Linked DNA regions of Mus musculus: regions 1 and 2 are each linked to region 3. The links are chromatin contacts, called in public HiChIP or PLAC-seq maps. All regions are on one chromosome and are shown on one strand. Each heading gives the region's core, a stretch centred on a gene start, on an enhancer-like site or on the middle of the called end of the contact. The rest is flanking DNA. Distances are from core to core; before and after follow the strand shown.

What was found. HiChIP or PLAC-seq counts read pairs in DNA pulled down with a chosen protein or histone mark.
Region 1: a contact with region 3 is called in an SMC1A HiChIP or PLAC-seq map of large pre-B cells, with 2.9 times the contacts expected there. The contact joins two enhancer-like sites. A contact is called at or near these places in 2 of 15 datasets of contacts at CTCF or cohesin (large pre-B cells and pro-B cells), 1 of 484 Hi-C or Micro-C datasets (pancreatic cancer cells) and 3 of 115 datasets of contacts at active chromatin or transcription factors (the 230-238 cell line and large pre-B cells).
Region 2: a contact with region 3 is called in an H3K4me3 HiChIP or PLAC-seq map of the 230-238 cell line, with 15 read pairs. The contact joins two enhancer-like sites. A contact is called at or near these places in 3 of 115 datasets of contacts at active chromatin or transcription factors (the 230-238 cell line and large pre-B cells).

The regions. Positions count from the first base shown.
Region 1 is chr14:14,488,182-14,490,881 of GRCm38.p6, reverse strand. No RefSeq gene overlaps it. Among named protein-coding and RNA genes, the nearest start is that of Il3ra, 140 kb to the right of the region's middle. Within about 2 kb of position 1,266, at least 4 of the 459 cell types and tissues checked have an H3K27ac peak or open chromatin away from gene starts, as enhancers often do. A contact at or near this core is called in pro-B cells, where this site is marked.
Region 2 is chr14:14,524,054-14,526,882 of GRCm38.p6, reverse strand. No RefSeq gene overlaps it. Among named protein-coding and RNA genes, the nearest start is that of Slc4a7, 180 kb to the left of the region's middle. Within about 2 kb of position 1,447, at least 15 of the 459 cell types and tissues checked have an H3K27ac peak or open chromatin away from gene starts, as enhancers often do. A contact at or near this core is called in the 230-238 cell line, where this site is marked.
Region 3 is chr14:14,683,325-14,686,279 of GRCm38.p6, reverse strand. No RefSeq gene overlaps it. Among named protein-coding and RNA genes, the nearest start is that of Slc4a7, 18 kb to the left of the region's middle. Within about 2 kb of position 1,554, at least 59 of the 459 cell types and tissues checked have an H3K27ac peak or open chromatin away from gene starts, as enhancers often do. A contact at or near this core is called in the 230-238 cell line and pro-B cells, where this site is marked.

The DNA.
Region 1 (2,700 bases), core at 17-2,516, 200 kb after region 3:
TGGAGTATGTGCTGCCAATTTCTTTTGCTGTATTATCATTAGTATATTTCTGCTGTATCATGAATACATGTTAGAGCAGAGACACAGGCACAGACCCTGAGATCAACTGCAGAGGAGTTGAAAGGAACAGGCCAGAGGCAAATGAGTATTTTAATAGCAAATGAGAATGACTCAGGCCCTGGCTTACTTCTTCAGGCACCTTCAACTCTCTGACCTCTGCTTTATCATGCTTTCATGCCCAGGCACCAGGGAAAGGGCAAAGTAGAGATTCATAATGGTAAGTATCTGCCCTGCCCATTATTATTTTTTTCAATAAAGAATTTTAACTGGTACACAAGTAGAAAAATTATAAACATCAATACAGTACCCAATAATATATCTCAAGAGCTATATACACTGTATAATCAAGTTAAAAAGATCTTGCTCTGTTGGAATTCTGTCTAAACTCTACCCCCACAGTTCCTGGCAGCAGCCAGGTAGGCTTGACCCAGTATAAAAGGGCTGCTTGGCCCCTCTTCTCTCTCTTATGCTCTTGCCTTTCTCTTGTCTCTTGCCCCCTTGCTCCACCTCTCTTCCTCCCTCTCTCCACGTGGCAAGGCAGGCCTCCTGTACTCTCCCTATCTCTGCCTTTCTTTGTCTCTACTACTCTCTGAATTCCTCTCCCCTTGCCCTGAATAAACTCTATTCTATACTATAACGGTGTGGGTCTGGTCTCTCAGGGGGAAGAGCTGCCTTGGCATGGGCCCGCCGAGGTACCCACTTCTCCCACACTCCACAAGAACATATTCATATAGCTCTTTCTCTTTTTATAATCACAACATTGGTGCTGTGATTCAGATCCAAAAACTCTGCAGGTTTGCATCCCATCTCAGCCACATGCTTGCTAGCCCAGATCTGGTAAGCCCCCACTTCCACTGGTCAGAGTGACCATCTGGATGGTCCCAGAGAAGATTTCTTGATCTCAGAGCTACCCCTGTGTTTTCCCTTGGGTGACATTTCCCTTTCCTCTTTCTTGAGGCTGAGAATTCAAGACTAGGTCTGTAAACCCCCCATCTGTCTCGCCCTTGGGCCAGTCTGCTATATAGCTGAGCCTTTCCCCTTCTCCCTCTCTCACTTGCAGCCTGCTAGTTTAGATGGTTTGCCTGTAAAACAAATTTGCCTGCCTCTGCCACGGACCCTGTTTGCTGACCTCCCCAACTCCTTGGCTTTCTGCTTGGAGTCTGTCTCGCCTGGGACTGTCCATGCTTGGTTCCCTCAGCCTGTTTATGCTCTGCTGGTCCTGGCCTCTCTATGCTACTTTGGGTCCTTATTTTCCCCTAACACCGTGGGCTGTGACTCCCAGCTGCTGGTAGGAAGTTCCACCCCACAGTGGCACAACCTTCTCCTGCGCTCATGTGCACGAGGGAGCTCCCACAGGAGCTGCTGCCATTCAGTTCCCAGCCTCTGCCATGTGGGTTATGCCAATCAGCCGAGCCCAAACCAACCATTCAGTTACACATTTTCTGCTACCAGACTGCAGAAGTCTGAAAACACACACCGGCATATTGATTGATAAGGAGTTTCTCCAGTTGGTGGGAGGGATCCTATGTGCCCAGATAGCTCCTGGCCAGCCTCCTGTGGGCTAAGGTGATGACTTTCAATGCCCCAGTTCTTAAGAGCAGCCTCCTGGCTGACCTACAAGTTAGGACATCGGACCTTTGGGTGACTTCCTTCTCGAAGGCAATTCATAAACACTTTTGGCTCTTGCAGCTGGCCGGAAAATCCTGGTACCAGGTTAAATTGCTTTCTAACAATTTCCAGGAAATTGCCCGTCGCTGAAGTCTCTAGTTATTCATATGACCTGAATTTCTAGTTTGACTGTATACTGACCCGTTACTGAGTTCTTTACTTGGGACCCTGGTATGAAAGGTTCAGTGACACCCCCATCCGCTGTCACCCAATGGACGCTAAAGTGTTCTTAAACATATTTTAAGGGATCTTCACACATACTGCCAGCAGTCTGGTAAATAAACAAAAGGCCAAAGCGCTTACCTATTCATGCTCCCTGCAGGTTCAGTTTATGTCACAGGCTTAAATCTGCCTGGACAACTCATTTTCTTTCACCACAATTTTATGTCACTGTTGCCAGCTCTCTTATACTGGTTCTAACCATATGCCTCTTTGCTAAAGTTACCTAGAGTTTTCATTTCTATCCTGTCTTAATATGATTTTTACTACTGTCATTAACTTCTGACTGACTGCACAAGCTGCCATTGAGGCCATTGGCTAGTGGACTCTGTCATTTTTAAAATAATATAACTGCTAAATTATTGTTTATTCTTTCTCAAACTTCTGACTACATTGACAGATAGACAGCTATTTCCTTACCTAAACTCTGTTTCCATTAATTTAACGCTTCATATTTCCTCTTCTTGCTATGCCACTGTTCTAATATCTGAGTTCCTACAAATTTGCCTAACTCTAATAAAACATTCCACTATATGATCCAACTTATAATCTTGTTCCTTGTGCTCCAGAAAAGGTTCATCTTAAAGACTGTTCATGTGGTTAACTCATGCTGTTATCTCTCTTATAAACTTATAAGCTACAGGAAACCTACTCAGATCTACTTCTCATGGACCAAATAGCCTACCTCCAGATAAGTACATCTGCCCAAAGTTCCCACTTGCTACCTATTCCTAAGGGTAGGACTCCTCTGGG
Region 2 (2,829 bases), core at 198-2,697, 160 kb after region 3:
CCACTATCAGCTGATTTGGGGTGTGTTTTGGTTGTCAGATGCCTAGTCTTTGCTTCACCAAAATTTGTTACCAGAGAACCAAAGCTCTCTTTGTGGATTCTTTATCTTGTTTGTTGTTGTTGTTGTTTCTCTCTGTTTAGGTTTCTCTGTGTAGCTCTGGCTGTCATGGAACTCACTCTTTAGACCAAGCTGGCCTCAAATTGAGAAATCCTCCTGCCTCTGCCTCCCAAGTGCTGGGATGAAAGGCGTGCACCACCACTGCCTGGCTATCTTGTTGATAAAAGCATTTATAAAAAGACTCAGAAGAAAGCTGGAGGACCGTTGTACAAGAGCTTGGGAGAGAAACCATGGAGCCTTGTGGCTCTCAGACTAGACAGCTGCCAGAGGAGGGAGATAGAGAAGAAGAAGATGTAGCAGTTCATGTCTTTTGAGTTAGACTCCAAGAAAACAGGTTTGTCCAGCAAAGAAAGAGTAGAGAGTATATAGGGAAAACCTGATGAAGATTTGGGGTGGTATCCCTAGAAGAGGTACAAAGGAAGGGAAAGAAAATTTGCCTTTTGAGTTAGAATTCAGAACAGCAGGCAGGCTTACCAGTGAAGATCTTTCAAGTAAGTGCCTCAAGGGAGGACCCACAGAAGTGTATGATTTTAAGGGAATAACTATTTCTCCTGTCTCATTAAGGTGTCTTCAGGAATATCAGCTTTCCTGGGTCTCTCAATCAGGAGATTGATAGGGGCAGCTGTATTAACTCTTAAGGGAGGAGACACCAGGATGTACTGTTGATGAAAACTTAGAGTGCCATGTCTACTTGGGGACACAGAATCAGAGGTAGAACACAGAACCTAATCTTTTTTACTCAGAAGCAATTATTCCTTAATTAACCCCAATAAAACTGATATTTTCACTCACCTCCCTTTTGGATAGCATTTTAAATTCCAAGGAGGGCAATTGGGATGCTTTTCTTTCTTAAAAAAATGGTGTTACTAGGGAAACTGAAAGTAGCTAGCTGATCCATAACAGATCAGTTGGTTATTTAAGATCTTCATTCTGAGATGTGTTTGTGATGTTCTTAAAGCAGAGGTAGGGACTCTGAGAAACACATTACCTTACATGTTTGTGTTCTATCAAGGTTACAATTTATTTCATCCCTTTTCTTCACTTCAGGTAAATTGACCTCTCTCTAGTTACATATGGAGCATAGACCTTCGGTCTAAGTCTCCACACCATATTTTCAGTGTATCATATCCCCAAACCTTAGTACAACTGATGAAAATTGTGCATTTGAGCCTTGGAAACCAGCACACAGGCAGAAACACCTGCCAAAATGAGAACAAAACCCAATCCATCAAAGTCGATATTGCTGTGAAAGTCCATAAATGTACTAACTTTACTTTTCGGTTTCTGTAGTTCTGCTTCTGGCTAACCGTTCTTAATGACTGAGGCGTGTCAACCCAGGATGTGGTTTTTGTGCTTAAAAGCCCACCCTGAGGAAGGTTCAGGTCCCAAACACCCAGTGTAGTTGCTGGCCAGCTAATAAAGACTTCCTATTGGCTTGAACTCATGTCTGAGTGATCTTTTCTGGTGGATACCTCACAATACCAGGGGCTCTTTTAGTACTGACTCCCAAACTTGGCTACATATTGAAATCAGCAAGGATGTTTCTGACAAAATGAAAAGCCACAGTTCTCACATTAAAGTAGACAAGAAATGGTTTATTCTAGAGTCATCTAGATATGAATGATTGGGGACACAGATTCAGGTTCTCCCAAGGTGATATTTGACTGAGGACATAGGTAAAGGTTACTCCAGTGTGGTATGTTTCACTGGGGACAAAAATTCAGGTTACTCCAGGGTGATGATTGACAAGGACACAGATTCAGGGTACTCTAGAGTGACACTTGCTTTTGGTTGTCACCTTGACATGCATATGAGAAGGGAACCTCAATTAAGAAATTGTCTCAACCATAGTGACCTACATAGGTCATTTTATTGATTGCTAATTGACAGAGAAGAATCCAGCCCAGTGTGAGTGGTTGGCATCTCTGGGAAGGGGATCCTGCATCATATAAGGAAGATGTTTGAGCAGAGACAGGAATCAAATCAGTAACCCTCATTCTTTTGTGGGCCCTGGATTCAGCTGGTGCCTCCAGACTCCTGCGTTGGATTCCCTTGAAAATCAATGCTAACTTGTAAGCCAAATTACCTTTCCCCCCTGGAGGTGCTTGTGGTCAGTGTTTTAATCACAGCAAACTGAAAACAAACCATGACACCTAAACTCCATATTCTATTGTGGTAAAAGTTTCATGATATTTTAATAATAACAGCCCAAAAAAGTAATAAATCAAGAAACTTTTTTATAGCAAGACATTCTTGGACCTGCCAGAGGTATAAATAATGATACCGCTTCGGTTATAATTTGAAGTTTAGGTCTTTTACTTGGGCAGTCTCCAAGCTCTCTCATATAACTTAACCTGACTCTCTTGCTCATGACCTGCCAGTAGTTAGCTCTATACATTTTCTCTGCTCCTCTCTGGTCCATCTGTTGCCCTCCATGTCCACTCCCTGAATCTCTTACTTCTCTTTTCTTATCTCAGCATCTCTCTTTCTCTCTCTCTGACTCTCTCTCTTTCTGCCACAACTACCTGCCCAACTATTGGTTTTCAGATATTTATTACAGCCAATCAGCAGTGATACTGTGTCTTATATAACTAGATTGTCTGACTTTCAAGTATCTGAATAGGTGTGGAAGGACATGTATTTACAAATCAAATATAAGGTCAGTGACTGGCCATAGAAATGACAATACCCTAATTTGTTGGAGTTTATCTC
Region 3 (2,955 bases), core at 305-2,804:
CTCAGGATTCATGTGGTAACCTCAGAGGATACAAGCCAATCTCCATGTCAAAACAAGCAAGGACTTACCATTGTCATGATGGAGAGGGAGTAGGCAGGTCTTGGCCTGCATCTTCTAGGTATCCTATGCAAGCTTCAGACTGCTGGTATCTACCTCCATCAGAGACCACTTCCCTAAACTCAGGAAGATGTCTCTCCCTGTGCTTAAAGCAGGCTTGAGTTTAGGCCACCCAGCAGTGGCTCTTGGCATGACAGAAAATTCTTAGAATGGGTTTCAAAGCCAGGACCACTAAGATCTCTCTCTCTCTCTCTCTCTCTCTCTCTCTCTCTCTCCCTCCCTCCCTCCCTCCCTCCCTCCCTCCCTCCCTCCCTCCCTCTCTCTCTCTCTCTCTCTCTCCTTACCCCCACAAGCTTTTTTTCACTTTTAGAAATGCAATAATAAGCCAAGACTCAGATTTGTTAAATGTAGTAATTTCACAGCATCTGAATTCTTTTTACAGCTTCTCTATGCTCTTGACTTGTTCAGCTGAATGGATGAGCTCTGCTGTAAACAGTTTTAAAGAATGAGTCTCCAATCATTTTTAATGCATTTTGAAGGTTCCACCTCTGAGTCACTGCTCACAGGTGTTTTTCGTAGTTAATCGTGGTAGCAGTGACCTTGGCTCCTCTAATCTCTATATTCAATTAGAATACACAATATGAACTGTGGCCCAGGATTAAGAAACAAAACTGATTTTTTTGAGACAGGATCTTATTACACAGACTAACTTCCAGTTGGTCCCCAGAGTGGTGTGACTATGGCACCATACCACTATGTTTTAGTTTTAGTTAATTTTCATTTTATTCTGTACTTTTTCCTTACTACAATGTTTTTTTTTCTGTAATTTTTTTGTTTATTTCTCCTTTTTTTTCTGAGTGACAAAGTGAATGTTAATACTTTTTTTTTAGTTCCTCACAGATTAATGAACTCTTCTTTGCCTGATAGTTCATAATTCGCATCCTTTCCAGAAACTGTCTGGAGTTGGAGAAAGCCACCTTGATAAAGATCACAGAATTTCCAGGGGACTGCAGTAACTCCAGAGGCCTGGGCCCTGCCTCAGTCTGAAGGGCTGTCCTGCACAGCAGCAATGTCCTTCCTTGTCACAGTGCTGCTTCTGAGAGTTCAAACCATGGAACTTCTGCAGAAAAATCTGAGTCTGGATTCCAGGAATGTTCCTAGAACTTCTAAATAAAATGAAAGGACCAAGACAGGTAGAACGTGCTGAGACTGAGGCTTGGTGGTACAGCTCCTGCTGAGTGGTTTCGAGGCCCAGGGCTCTATCCTGGCATTGCACAGAAAGGGAGAAAAAAGAGGAAATGAAAATAAAAGTGTTTTCATCTTCGGCTGTAGCTATTGCTCAGTGGTAGAGTTTATGCTGTATTTGCTTAGCATGTATGAGGTGCTAGCTTTGACCCCCACATACATAGCTGTCAGCTATGTCTCTCTTCAAGTCGTATATAAAAATGGTGTCATAAAAATCAAGAGATACCATGCATATTTGTCTATTTTACTAACAAAAACTTAGGAGAGAAATAAAATACATATGTATTTGCTTGACACACAAAATAAATGTAACGGCCCCTCAAGTAGGAAAGGAAATTCACGGGTGTTTCTTGAATTTTTTATTACTTTTTTTTAAATAATAAAGTGCCATTTACACTCATCTCATAATTGAAAGATTATGATGCCTTTTAAGTACAAATAATTGTGAAGATTTTTTTGGACTGAAACATTTCACCTCTCTCTGTCTCTCTGTCTCTGTCTCTGTCTCTCTGTCTCTGTCTCTCTCTCTCTCTCTCTCTCTCTCTCTCTCTCTCTCTCTCTCTTGTGTGTGTGTGTGTGTGTGTGTCTTACATTTGGAAGCTAGAGGCCAATGTCATTCCCTCAATGACTAATTATTCACCTTTATTTTCTTTGGACAGAACCTGGAAATGACTGATTCAGCTATGCTGTCTGGCCAGGACACTCCAGGGATCCTATTTCCACCTTCCCAGCACTGAGATTGTAGACTTTTACCACAATGCTCAGCTTTTGTCCATGGATTCTGGGACCCAGCAGATCCTAATGCAGGCATGCTAAACACTCTACCAACTAAGCCATCTCTTCAGCCCCTATATTTTAAACTTATTTAGGTATGAAAAAAATTGAAAGGAAACTTTTTAAATCTATTGATATTGTTTCATTGAGACAGGATCTTTCCATGAGGCCCTCGACAGCCTAGGAGTCATCGTGTAGACCAGACTGGCCTCAAAAGTGTGGTGTGCTTATGTCTGCTCAGGGCTAAGATTGCCCCTGTGAACCACAATACCTGCCTTGTATGACAGTTTCAAAGCTTAGCATACTTAAAGCACCCTATCATGACCTCTATGGCAATGCATTCTTTCCTCACCTTCACAGTGATGGAAACAAATCGAGAACCTCAAACACACTAGAATCCTTTTTTTTTTTCGATTTTTTTATTAGGTATTTAGCTCATTTACATTTCCAATGCTATACCAAAAGTCCCCCATACCCACCCACCCCCACTCCCCTACCCACCCACTCCCCCTTTTTGGCCCTGGCGTTCCCCTGTACTGGGGCATATAAAGTTTGCATGTCCAATGAGCCTCTGTTTCCAGTGATGGCCGACTAAGCCATCTTTTGATACATATGCAGCTAGAGTCAAGAGCTCCGGGGTACTGGTTAGTTCATATTGTTGTTCCACCTATAGGGTTGCAGATCCCTTTAGCTCCTTGGGTACTTTCTCTAGCTCCTCCATTGGGAGCCCTGTGATCCATCCATTAGCTGACTGTGAACATCCACTTCTGTGTTTGCTAGGCCCCGGCATAGTCTCACAAGAGAATCCTAATTACCACGGGCTGCAAGTCTCATTACATGCTCATGGTCATCCTTGGTGGATTTATATGAAATTAATTC